2 separate regions of the Gossypium arboreum genome follow, and region 1 is linked to region 2. The links are chromatin contacts, called in public Hi-C maps. All regions are on one chromosome and are shown on one strand. Each heading gives the region's core, a stretch centred on a gene start, on an enhancer-like site or on the middle of the called end of the contact. The rest is flanking DNA. Distances are from core to core; before and after follow the strand shown. Region 1 has its middle 21 kb from the start of LOC108485516. Region 2 has its middle 100 kb from the start of LOC108485313.

Region 1 (6,152 bases), core at 2,885-5,384, 210 kb after region 2:
CTTAATAAAGCTGGTGGCAATAAAGAAGGCTTACCGCCCAAATTAAATCTGCTGCTATTTTCGGCACTAAATACAAGTGATGCCTGCTCTTTTCAAGGTTGACCGATTATGTTCTCTAAGGAGCATATTGGAGCGTTCACACCTAAGGCCTTTCAGTTGCTAGAGTGCCTTAGCTGAACATAGACATTTCCATTAAAGAGGCTAGCCGAATCATCTCTTCTAGAGACCAACCATTGATATTTTCATGACAAGAATATTCTGGAAAGGATCAAGAAGCTTCATGGGAGTTTCTTTCTTGCTTAGCCTTTAAGTTGCCGTCCCTTTGAATGCCCATACGACTATTCAGCTTGCTATGACTTAGTCTATAAATATGTAATGTATTTTACTTTGAAGAGGCTAATGAACAATTTATGAATTTTATCAACTTTGTGAGTTTGTTTTCAACTCTCAATATAATCCAAAGACTAGTTTGACTTATCAAGAATCCTTATGGCTTCATTCTATCTTTGTTTCTGAACTTCTCACTTTGATTTCCAAAGTGTGGCGTTCTAAGTTATACCGAGGTTCCTATCATTTTTTATAGCGGGTCAAGGTCTCCATAAACTATCCTATATCTGTCTTTCATTTTCCGACTTAAGTGTCTCATAAGTAACAGGTTAGCACACCAACATTGTGTTAGTTCTTACTTTGACTCTTAACCGAATTCCATCCTAACATCTACCAAACTATCCATTATCCTACCGAACCATTTTGTACCTAGTTCTTTCCTTCTAAACAAACATTTCTCGAACAACCCTTAGCTTACTCGATTTACGATCGGGCAAACATTACTACTCAAATCTCAACCGAGGTGAATGCGTACCAGAAGTTTACGCCATATAAGATAAATCAAAAGCTTTTGGGAATCAATTTAAAAAAAGGTAATACTTTGAGATTCGGTGCTCACAAAATTTTGTAATCAGCTTGTCTTGAATGCTAAACCAACACAATGGAGGTTAACTTATTTTTTTATGTACCATAAGATCCTCATATAATCTTGTTTCTTTTTTTCTTTTTCTAAAAAAACTTGACTTTTTTTTAAACAACAGTGCTTCATGAAAACCCTTTCATCCCAGGTTGAAGTTTAGAGAGGAGGGAAAATAGTGCATTAAATTTTTATTAATTACAATAAACGAGATTGTATATTTAAATTAAAATATATTAAATTATTTTGTAATTTTATAAAATTTGTAGATTATTTTATATTGTATTTTAATAGATCTTCTAAAATATGATTATATTATAAAACTATGCGTTTTTTAATAAGATTATAAATTTATATTATTTAGCTTTTGCAAAAAAAAATATTTTAATTATTTTTAAATAGACTTGCTTATGGGTCAGGTCACTCAGTCTGCCCAAAAATGAGAGGGTTTGGGTAAAATTAGGCCTGAAAAATAGGTTTGGACAAAAAATTAAGGCTCGTTTAAAAAATAGGTTGAGCCTCGAGTACGACTTTTTTAACCCGAGCCGGGCCCAACCCAAATATGCAAAAAAAAAAGAACTACTTTTTTTTACTGTTTTATTGCTTTTTTTTTACTATTTTGTTATTTTCTTGTTTTTTCACTATTATATTGCTACTATTTTATTGTTATTGTATAACTATTGTTTTATTGTTAATTTTATTACTATTTTAGAGACATTTACTTGTTAAGTTGCACCTATCTTGGTGTTATTTAAGTATACATATTTTCTTAATTTATTTTCAATATATTGAGAAATATTTATTTTAATGTTTTTATATTTTTGATGTATTATATTTAAAAAAAACAATAATACAAACAGACTAGGCCGAGCTTGAACAAAATTGTAGGCCCATTTATAGGTAGGGCCTGGGCCTAAATTTTTTATTGGGCCCAGACTGACCCATGAACACCTCTAATTTTATACATAAAAGTAATATATATATATATATATATATATATGAAAAGTAGAGCCGATTTGAGGGGTAGGCAAGGGTGTTAGCCTCCCAAAATGATAAACTTTAATTTAGTTATCTTACGAATAGAAAAATTATAAATTAATATATAGTAAAATTGTATTTTAGTCTCTCAAAATGAAAAACTTTCAAGTCAATCCTCTTATAAATAAAGAAATTATAAATTAATATATATTAAAATTGTATTTTAACCTCCTAAAATAAAATAAAAATTCTATTTAGTCCTTCAAAATAATAAAATTATAAATTAATAATAAACTTATAATTTGATTTAAAGAAAAATTATAATTAAATTTTGATCCTATTAAAAAGTTTTTGGATTCACTATTGTGTAAAAGGTAAATTAATTTATAGAAAAAAAGTAAATTAATTAAAATAAAAATTAAATAAACATAATTAATTTTTTAAAATATTTTAAAATTTAATTTATATTAAAATAGTTAAAAGCATTGTTGTACATATATCAATAGAATAATTAATTCACATGACATTTAGATATATAAGATATAATATAAGATATTATGCAAAGTTTATAATTTTAATTAGACATATTGTTAGGTTAATTAATCATATTTTTAATTTATTGTTGCTTTCAAATATTTAAGATTCATCATTTTACTTTACTCTTACCTTTAATTTTGTAACATTTAAAATTACACATACCGTCTTGCCAAAAAAAAAAACCATATACTACGGGTAAATTTCCCTTTCACCATGGACTCTCTCTGCGAAAAAAGAAAAAAAAAAAAGATGATATTTCTAGCGATTCAAACACCAAGAAGGTTTGTTTCAAGGAGTCGACGTCTAGTATTGAAAATGTGATGGCTGTTGATTCAACACCGATTCCAACCTTGCCCTGGAAAAATATGGTTATGGGGAAAGGTTCCACCGTTTCTTATTGGGAGAGAGATTTAAACGCTACCAATACGACTTTTTCACTACTGGAAGGTGACGTTAAAAAGTTGATACTCAATGACATCCCCGCCATTGTGTTCTCAGATAGAGTAAAAAAATTATTAGTTAAAGACATGTCTACTTCTGTGATTCTCAAACTGTTGGGAAGGAATATCACAACACTACAAAATAAAGTTTATGGACTTTGGAGACCATTTCAACCCTTTCAAATGATGGATATAGAAAAATGGATCAAAATTCCAATATTCTGAAGACTATGAGAAGGTTTTATCACGGGGTCCATGGATTATCTTCGGGCAATACTTGACGGTTCAACCTTGGACTCTCTATCCTAGTAATGTCCTGGCTTGGATTAGACTCCTAGGATTGCCTAGCCATCTCTTATCAAGGGGTCAATACGTGCGAATGATTGTTTTTATCAATCTGGAGAAACCTCTTATCTCACAAGTCCTCATCAATGGAAATCTTCAACTAATCGAGTACAAAAGCTTATCGATTGTCTTCTTCTCGTGTGGACGGTATGGCCACTCCAAGGATGGTTGTCCGCATATACAAGCAACAGGGAACAAATCGGAAGAATATACTCTGACAATCGGAAATCCACAACCAGATGCAGACTTGACGACTAGAAGCGATGATTTCGGTCCTTGGATGCTGGTGGAAAGGAGATTCAGGTGTAACTCACGTGAATAGAACAAACATGGAATGACTGGAGAAGGGGAGAAATTTTCGGGGTCGAGATTTCATGCCTTATCTTTCAATTCTGATTCTTTAGGGAGTGGTTTCGGGATAAGGGACAGATATTCGGCCATGGAAAAAATGGGAAAGAAATTGTAAATGCAGATTTTGGGAAGATATTGTCAAGGTGAAAGAAATATGAAGTTCGATCTTGGGAAAGGTTAGTGGGTTCTTTAATTAACAAAAATTCTAATTCTATTTTGAATATTTCCAGGTCCAATGCTCATGACAAAGGCCCAAGCAAAACAGGTGGGCTATCGATTGGGCAGAGTTCTAGGTCCAGCAATGCGCCTGGGCCAAACGCACCTTTGAAGGACCATTTGATAGGTGGGGCGGTCCTACCCAACGCTGGGAAAACCGATACTACTGTTGACAATTCTGCTGGAATTCTTGATTGAGAAGTTGGAGATTTGGGCGATACAGTGCTTACAGTTCCTGCAGGTTTTAATGATAAAAAATTTTAATCCTGCAGTTGAATAAGTGGAAGTTGTGGCAGTGACCATAAATGAAAGCATTCTCAACTCTAACAATCATTCGACAATTACCTTCCAAGCAACCTCTAGCTCGACTTTAACTGGGACAACGGGCGTTAATAAAGCTGTTAAGTTGGGAAATACTTTTAACCCAGTTAATGGTCACGATAATGGTGGAAAAGCAAGGGATCCTAAGGGTGATTGGAAGATTAATAAAACTCTTAAGGGACCAAGTAATCATTTTAAGGCTATGGGGAGCTCACAAGCCTCTCTTGTTGGATCCAAGTTGAAGGCAGAAGATCTTATCTCCTCGGAGTTGGACGGTCAAGTTGCTAAGGAAAAAGTGACAAGAGAAACCGAAGGCTCGGATAGTACTGTCCATGCCGGAAAATAAATATGTTATCTCCTTTTTTCAATTTTTATTATGAATTTATTCACTTTTTCTTGAAATGTGTAGGGTTGTGCGAATTCGAAATTTCCAAGAATATTTTGAGAATATAGTAATGAATTTAAACTAGATATTTTTAGCTTGCTTGAACCAAGGGTTAGTGGTCTTAAAGTTGATACTATTATTGCAAAATTAGGGTTGGAAAGAACTCATCGGGTAGAACCAGTTGGTTTATCAGGTGGTATTTGGCCAGGATGGAAGGAGTCCATTGATGTAGAGGTGATCAGAAATCATCATCAATTTATTTTGACTCATATTTTGTCTATTCTTCAATCACGATTGATTTTTGTTGCTTTTTTTATGGTAGCCTAGATAGATAAAAAAGGAGGCTTCTCTAGAAGGGTTTACGGTTATCTATCCCTTCAGGTCATTCTCCTTGGTTGGCTTTGAGGATTTTAACACCATTCTATCGGCAGAGTAAAAGAAGGGTGGCCAAGTGACAGGTCAAAGGTGTCTTTTTTTTTTTGTGATTCTGTTAACACTAATAAAGTCCATGATCTGGGTTTAGAGGTTCCCCTTTCACTTGGCATCATGGTACTCTATTCAAGCATTTGGATTGGGCTCTAGGTAATGAGGCTTGGGTAGAGTTGTTCCTTAATTGTGTGGTGGCTCATCTTCCAAGAATTAAATCAGACCATAAGCCTATTTTACTGTCTTTACAATCGAATATATCCCCTCCTAAAGGCAGACCTTTCCGTTTTTTAGCTGGTTGGTTGGAACACCTGAATTTCCTGGAGTTCCTTTCGGATAACTAGAGTTTTGACGATAACATTTTAGGCTCTCTTAATCACTCACTGAAAGACTCAAGAACTAGAATAAATGTGTCTATGGGCATATCAATACTAAAAAAAAAATAGTTGATTAAAAAATTAGCGATATTCAGTGCATTATGGATGTCTCTAGTTCTAATAACTTGGTACAACGTGAATTGGAAACTCTAGAGGAACTAGAAAATGTTCTTTATCATGAAGAGTTACTCTGGAAGAAAAAATCGAGATGTGACTGGTTGAAGTTAGGAGACAGTAATACTAAGTATTTTCATAGGTGTAGGATTCAAAGGAGAAAATAAAATAGTATAACGAACTTCCGTAACTTAGATGGAAAATGGATTTTTGAACCTGAAACTCTTAAAATAGAGGATATTACATTCTTCCAAAAGTTGTATGCTGAGGTTCCTGGTCCTACGGGGAATTTACTTACCATTGGCTATCCACAACTTGGGAATATGGATATTGACTTCTTTGGAATACCTGTATTAGATGAGGAGATCAAAAGATCACTTTTTGACATGGCATCGCGAAAGGCACCAAGAAGTGATGGCTTTCCCGCTTTGTTCTCTCAGAAACAATGGGATGTTGTGGGACGATCAATATGTAATTGGGTTAAGAGGATCTTTGGGGATAATGTTTTTAATTCGAATCTAAACAATACCCTGATCATTTTAATTCCAAAAGTTCAGAACCCTGAAAGTTTCTCTCAATTTCGACCTATCACCTCTGTTTGTTTTATATAAACTTGTTATGAAGGTGATAGTGAACCAGCTCAAGATTCTCTTTCCTAAGATCACTGACCAAGAGCAAGCGAGATTTATTGCAGGAAG
Region 2 (6,776 bases), core at 1,743-4,242:
AAGGAATTGTGTTGGGAACAAAAGGTACATATTAATTGGCTAAAGCATGGGGATCATAACACCACATTTTTTCATAAATTAGCAACTGGAAGGAAGTGTCATAACTCCATTAAGGGTCTTGAGGATGAGGCGGGAAGATGGATTGAGGATGAAAATGGAGTCATGGCTATTGTTTCTAATAATTTTCAAGATATTTTCACAGCATTGGAGGGAGAAGTGGGTGCCACTTTTGATAAAGTGCAATAAGGCATTTCAAATGATATGAATGTTGAATTGTTGAAACCATTTATAGAGGAGGAAATTTGGTTTGGGGTGAGAGGCATGGGCCCTTTAAAGCTTCCGGACTTGATGGATTTCCAGCCTTGTTCTATAAGAGATATTAGCATATTTTGGGACCGGAGGTATATTTCTATTTTCTTGTTGTTCTCTGAGGTGATGTTGTGGTGGAGGAAATTAATAGCACACACATCGTCTTAATCCCTAAGGTTAGTAATCGGAGAACTATTACTCAATTTAGACCTATTAAGTCTTTGTAGTGCCTTATATTAGATTATTGCTAAAACCATTATGAATAGAATTAGTGGGTTTTTGAATGTATGTATCCATGAGGCGCAAGGTGCATTTATCCCAAACAGACAATTTTTTTATAACACTTTTGTTGTTTATGAGATTTTGCATACTTTGAAAACAAAAATATGGGGTAAAAAAGGAAGCTTTGCCCTTAAATTGGACATGAGCAAAGCTTATGATAGGGTGAAGTGGGATTTTCTAGTTGGAATGATGCTCAATTTAGGGTTTCACCCTGATTGGGTAGCCTTGATAATGCGATGTATGGCTTCAATTTCTTACATAGTGGGATTCAATGGATATCTAAGTGATAAGTTTATGCCAACAAAAGGGTCTTAGGGGGATCCGCTTAGCCTGTACTTGTTTTTGCAATGTGCTGGAGGCTTTTCAACACTTTTGGATGATGTTAAGGAGAGGGATTTGGTAAGGGGAGTTAGAATAGGTAGAGGTCCTTTGACAATTAACCATCTATTTTTCGCAGATGACAGCTTACTATTTGGGGATGCTTCAAAAAAGGGAGCTGAAAGTATTTATAGAATTATTTCGACATATGAGAAAGCATCGGGGAAAATGGTTAATTATGACAAGTTGTTGATCTATTTTAGGTTAGATGTGGCTGAATGTGATAGAAATATAGTCGCCTTTATTTTGAAAGTTTGTGTGTCATCAAATCCGAAAAATATCTCGGCTTACTTATGATGGTTGGACGCAACAGGAAATGTGCTTTTGCGAATTATGTGGTTAGGTTTTGTAGCAGAATTGAAAGTTGGAATTTGATGTTTTTATCCATGGGAGGGAAGGAAACCTTAATCAAATCGGTGTTCTCTCCAGATTTATACTATGTAGTGTTTTCCTTTTCCAAAATCATTATGTACAAAGTTAGAAAATGTGCTTAATCGAAGGATATTCATTGGAGTTCATGGAGAGAATTATGTGCACCAAGGACCACTGGGGGCTTAGGTTTTTGCTATTTTGCTATGTTTAATTTATCTTTGTTGGCTAAGAAAAGTTGGCGTGTTTGGACTCAACCGGATTGTTTTCTTGCCAGAGTTTTTAAGCGTATTATTATCCAAAAATTGATTTTCTATCTACTGGTTAGGAACTTACCCTTCTTTCACCTGAAGAAGCATTCTGGCTGCTAGAGGGTTATTGGATCAGGGTCATGGTTGGCAGGTTGGAGACAAGGAATCAGTGAACACTGGGAATGACCCCTAGATCCTTGGACCTAGAGATGGTAGAGTTAAATGTCAACACATAAATACAAGATTTACTAAAGTTGCTAATTTAATTAACCCATAACAAGGTTACTGAAAAGAAGATGTATTTCAGGAGATTGTTGAATTTGACCAACTAGATGTTATTTTATCCATCCCCATAGCCCAAACGAAACCACCCGATCTCAAAATTTGGCGTGTTAAAGGTACAGGGGAGTATACAGTTAAAAGTGGATATAAGTTATTGTTACATGGAAATTTATCCAACCAGAACACTCCTAACAAGCCTACTACAACTCTTGGTACAAGTTTTTTCTCTACTCTATGGGCGTTAGAACTTCTGCAGAAAATAAAAATTCACTTGTAAAAAGTTGACAATGACTTTTTACCTACTTATGCTAATCTGAATAAGACACATCTCCTTAGTCCTAGTGCTTGCCCGATGTGCCTTATGGGTACTGAGTTAGTAGACAATCTCCTTCGATTTTGCCCAGTTACGGAACAAGTTCTGGACTCTCTGCATGTCACTAGATCCCCTGTCTCAAAGCACTCAAACCATAGATATTGGTTAATAGACTCGTTCAACATGGAAAATGGTATAAACATAAAACTTTTGACAGTAACAATATGGGCTATTTGGTATGTCAGAAACCGATTGGTGCATGATGGTATCAAACAATCAATTCAAGATATATCAGGGTTTATTGTAGGGTATATTAAAGAATTGGAATCGATTTCAAAGGAGAGCCCCTCTGTTTGTATGCCTAAGGTTAGTTACTGGAGGCCACCACAACAGGGAGCTGTGAAAATTAATTTCAGTTCCTCTTTTAATGTGCATGGAAGCAAATCGTTTTCAAAGAAACAAAGTGTGTTTGATAATGGGGGCTTGTACTTACCCTCACTCTCATGTTGTAGATGCGTTTGTGGCAGAAGCTCGGGCATGTGAACGGGCGATTTGGTTTGCGAGGGAGCTTGGGTTCCAGCATATTCAGATCGAAGGGGACTCTCTTGCAATTATCAAAAAACTACAATTAGATACATTAGACAGGTCAGTTCTTGGCCCAATCGTTGTAGACATAAAACAAAATATGGGTTTGTTTGTTTATGTTACCTTTCACCACGTAAGGAGAGATACGAATGAGGCAGCCCATGTGTTGGCAAGGGAGGGACGTCGCTTATTAAAGGAATGGTTCTGGATCAAAGAAGCACTGGAGTTGGTCGAGAGAGCGGCTGCGGCGGATTAGTCTACATACTGTCTTTCACGCTAATCGGGTTTTGCTTTGGTTTTCAGAAAACTTCATCTTTCACTTTGATAATCTGCTGAAGCTTGGCTATTCATATTGTTTTGATCTTTCATTGGTTTTTTCTTTGGATTTGGAGGGGTTGCTGGTTCCTTGGCTTGTTGTTTTTAAGAGGCTTTTTTCTAATGTTTTGATTTTCTTTGCTTTAATTTTGTTTCCCTTTTTGTTCTGTTTTCTTTATTTATCTTATTTGCTTCTGCTTTTGTTGCTTTCTGATGATGGGATTGACGAACACGTGTCTTGTTCACCTATTTTTCTATTGGAAGCTAGCTATTTTCCATCGAAAAAATTTAATTTTTTAAAATTAAAAGGTCTTCCATTGTTAGAATTGAGTGACCTGAATCCGTATTAAAATAAAATATAATAATAAAATAAAATAAAAGTAAAATCTGTATAGAACTATACTTTTTTTATTTCATTTTAGAAGAAGGTTTTTAAACCTTGTTACACTTCTTGTATTAGAATATGATTTTACAAGCCTATAAATAAACATAGTTACTCCTCTTGTAATCATTTAAATTCGACATGGTGAATTATCTTCTCCTCTGCCTGTAGTTGTTTTTCTCTGTATTCTTTATTTTTCTCTCTTTTCTTTACAATACATTGTCGTTATCAACATTCTATTTTTTGCACCAATAATATATATATTTTCAAAAAAACTAATAATATATTTTTGCGTGCTTATAAAATAGTAATTAATCAAATAATTAGAGCACAAATATTTTATATAAGATATTGATTTATATAAGATATTGATTTACTCGAATTTTCTTATGCATCAATTTCTTTGGTAAAAATATTAAGGAAGCCCTTATATTTAGGTGCGGATTACATTTCAATCTCTCTATTGAAAAACAATAAATTAACCCTTAAACATTTCGAAACGTCCAAGTTAGCTCATCCGTTAAATATTTAACAACGTGGAACATGCTAAAAATTATTTTTGGGGTAAACTATAAAAATGGTCACCAACTATGCCTTTTGTTCTATTTTGGTCACCCAACTATTAATTTTTTCGATTTAGTCACTAAACTTTTCAAAATAAAATATTTGAGTCACTATGAGCTTATGTGAGTTTTTTATTGATCTAGTAACAAAATTAGCCCTAAAATATTTACACATTCTATATACCAATTTGATCCTAAATATAAAAAAGTAGCCCCCTAATGTTTACACATTCTATCAATTTCATCATATATATAAAAAAGTCAACAAATTTAACCCTCAATGTTTACGAAATTTGTCATTTTAGTTCTAATTCTAAAAAATTAATAAATTTGATGTTCAACATTTACAAACTGTACCAGCCCGATTTAGACCGTACTCAAAACGGTGGTTTCGGGACCACGAATCCGAGTCAGAAAAATATTTAAAAATTATTTTCTGTGTTTATTTTGTGTGAATTTATATCTGTGAAATTTTCGTGATTTAATTTTGTCGTTTGGATGTCCGGTAAAATAAAGGACTTAATCGCGTAAAATGAAAATTTGGTGGTTATTTCTAAAAAGGGCCTAATTGCTATTGGCTTTATTACTGGAAGCCTTTATGTTGCAATTAGCCCATTAAAAGAAAGGGTGGATGGTAACAGGCATATATATTATATGTTTTATTATAATCATATTAAGGTTAAAAATGTAATTAGGTAAAAATGTTAATATATATTACAATAAACATTAAAATAAAATATGTTCATTCATTCTCTCTTGACCGAAACTAAACAAAAGAAAAAGAAAAAGAAATAACAAGAGCTAGGGTTCAGCCATCTTTAAAGCTCAATCAAGGTATGAGTTTAGTTCGATTTTTGACAATTTTTACGTTTTTGAGATCGTTGCTAAGTTATCTTCAAGACCCATGCTTGAATTTTTTATTTTGATGAATATTTTGAGTTAGCCATTGATGAGAGCTTGTGATTTTTGTTGTTTGATGATGAAATATGAAAGAAATGTTTTAGATTAACATGTTCTGTATTGGAGTTTTTGATGATTTTGAGTAATTAGGACTAAATTGCAAAAATAATAATTTGAGGGACTAAAATGTGAAATAAATGAAATATATGGACTTGTATGGATAGGGGTAAGATTAGGCCAAACATGGGTATGGGGAAATTTTGCATAATTTGTGTTTTCTGCAATAAAGACTAAATTGTAAAAATTATAAATGTTAGGGGTAAAATGGTAATTTTCCCATTTATGTGTTTTTGGACTAAATTTAATGAAAATATGTTTGAATGATCTTAATTTGAATATGTTTAGATCAAGAATTAAAGAAATCGGATTTGGATCAGGGGAAAGCAAAAGTTGTCGACTAGTTGTCCCGTTCCGTTATACATAGTCTGAGGTAAGTTTATAAGCAAATAGTCGTACTCATTTTTAAATAAATACAAAGTATATATGCTGAATTGTTATGTATGAATTATTATATGCTACAGCCGAATGTGAATATGTAATATCTCAAATTAGGGCCTAATCGGAATAGTGGTTTCGTGACCACAAATCTGAGATAGAAATAATTATTTTATGATTACTTTGAGGTCTATGATATGATTGCATGATTGTGTGAAAATTTCGTGAAGAAATTCTATGCATAAAGTGCTTAATTTGAAGTTATGGACTAAATTTGAATAAGTTGCAAAACTTGCATTCTAGAAGTTTCTAGTATGAAATTGCTTTGAAATATTAATTAGGAGGTCTTAAATAGCAATTTGACCAATTTCAAAGTTTATGGACAAATATTGGACATGAATGGAATTTTTGGAAAGTTTAGTAGTAAGGGCATTTTGGTCATTTAGGGGTAAAATGAATTAAAATACAAAATTAAAAGCCAATTTTGCTCATCTTCTTCACCGTGGATGTGTATACCAAGGGAGACTCCATGGCTAGGGTTTTCAAGCTTCCAAGATCGATTGTAAGTCCGTTCTAGCCTCGTTTTTAATGATTTTTATGTTTTTGGAGTCCCGATAACTTGATTTAGCTTATGCTAGCAATAATTCAACCTAGGGTTCATATTTGGAAAAATACACATAGGTGAAATTTGTGTATTTTGGTGTTTTATGATAGAATATGAGATTTTAAATTATGTTAGACAACTTGTGCTACTCGGTTTTAAGTGAAAACGAGCAAAAGGGCTTAATCGGTAAAAATACCTAATAGTCATAAGTACATGTTAGAGTGAGAATTTGATGTTTCCATAGAAGGGAAAAATGATCAGCATGTCATAAAACATAAGAAAATAGGATGAAGTTTAATTTCCGACCCTTGAGGCAAAAGTGCAAATATGCAAAAGTTTAGGGGTCAAAATGAAAATTTTTAAAAATATGATTTTTGGACCCGTATGAATAGTGTGACTAATTATTAGGCTAAATGTGATATTATAGATGAAGGAAATCGAGATTCGGGCTTAAATCGAGATTCGGGCTTAAATTGAGAAAATACAAGGTTATGGACTAAAATGGTAAATTGCTGTTTCTAGATCGAGGTAAGTTCGTATGATAATAATAATGCAATTTTATGTTTGAATTATATTTCTTACTATTATTGCATATATTGTATGATTTAATTTATTGGAAAAGTTGATGGAATGGTGTTTATGATGTGGAAATATGACATGAAAGAATGTTACATGAAATGCAAGAAAATTGTAACACCCCGTACCTGAGTCCGTTACCGGAGTCGAACACAAGGTGCACACAAACTTG

The links. A called contact is a pair of places that touch in the nucleus more often than the background predicts.
Region 1: a Hi-C map of leaf shows a contact between it and region 2, with 2.4 times the contacts expected there. The contact joins two enhancer-like sites. A contact is called at or near these places in 3 of 5 Hi-C or Micro-C datasets (all in leaf).

Annotation. Positions count from the first base shown.
Region 1 is chr6:57,729,232-57,735,383 of ASM2569848v2, forward strand. No RefSeq gene overlaps it. Among protein-coding and RNA genes, the nearest start is that of LOC108485516, 21 kb to the left of the region's middle. Within about 2 kb of position 4,135, at least 2 of the 2 cell types and tissues checked have an H3K27ac peak or open chromatin away from gene starts, as enhancers often do. A contact at or near this core is called in leaf, where this site is marked.
Region 2 is chr6:57,523,444-57,530,219 of ASM2569848v2, forward strand. No RefSeq gene overlaps it. Among protein-coding and RNA genes, the nearest start is that of LOC108485313, 100 kb to the left of the region's middle. Within about 2 kb of position 2,993, at least 2 of the 2 cell types and tissues checked have an H3K27ac peak or open chromatin away from gene starts, as enhancers often do. A contact at or near this core is called in leaf, where this site is marked.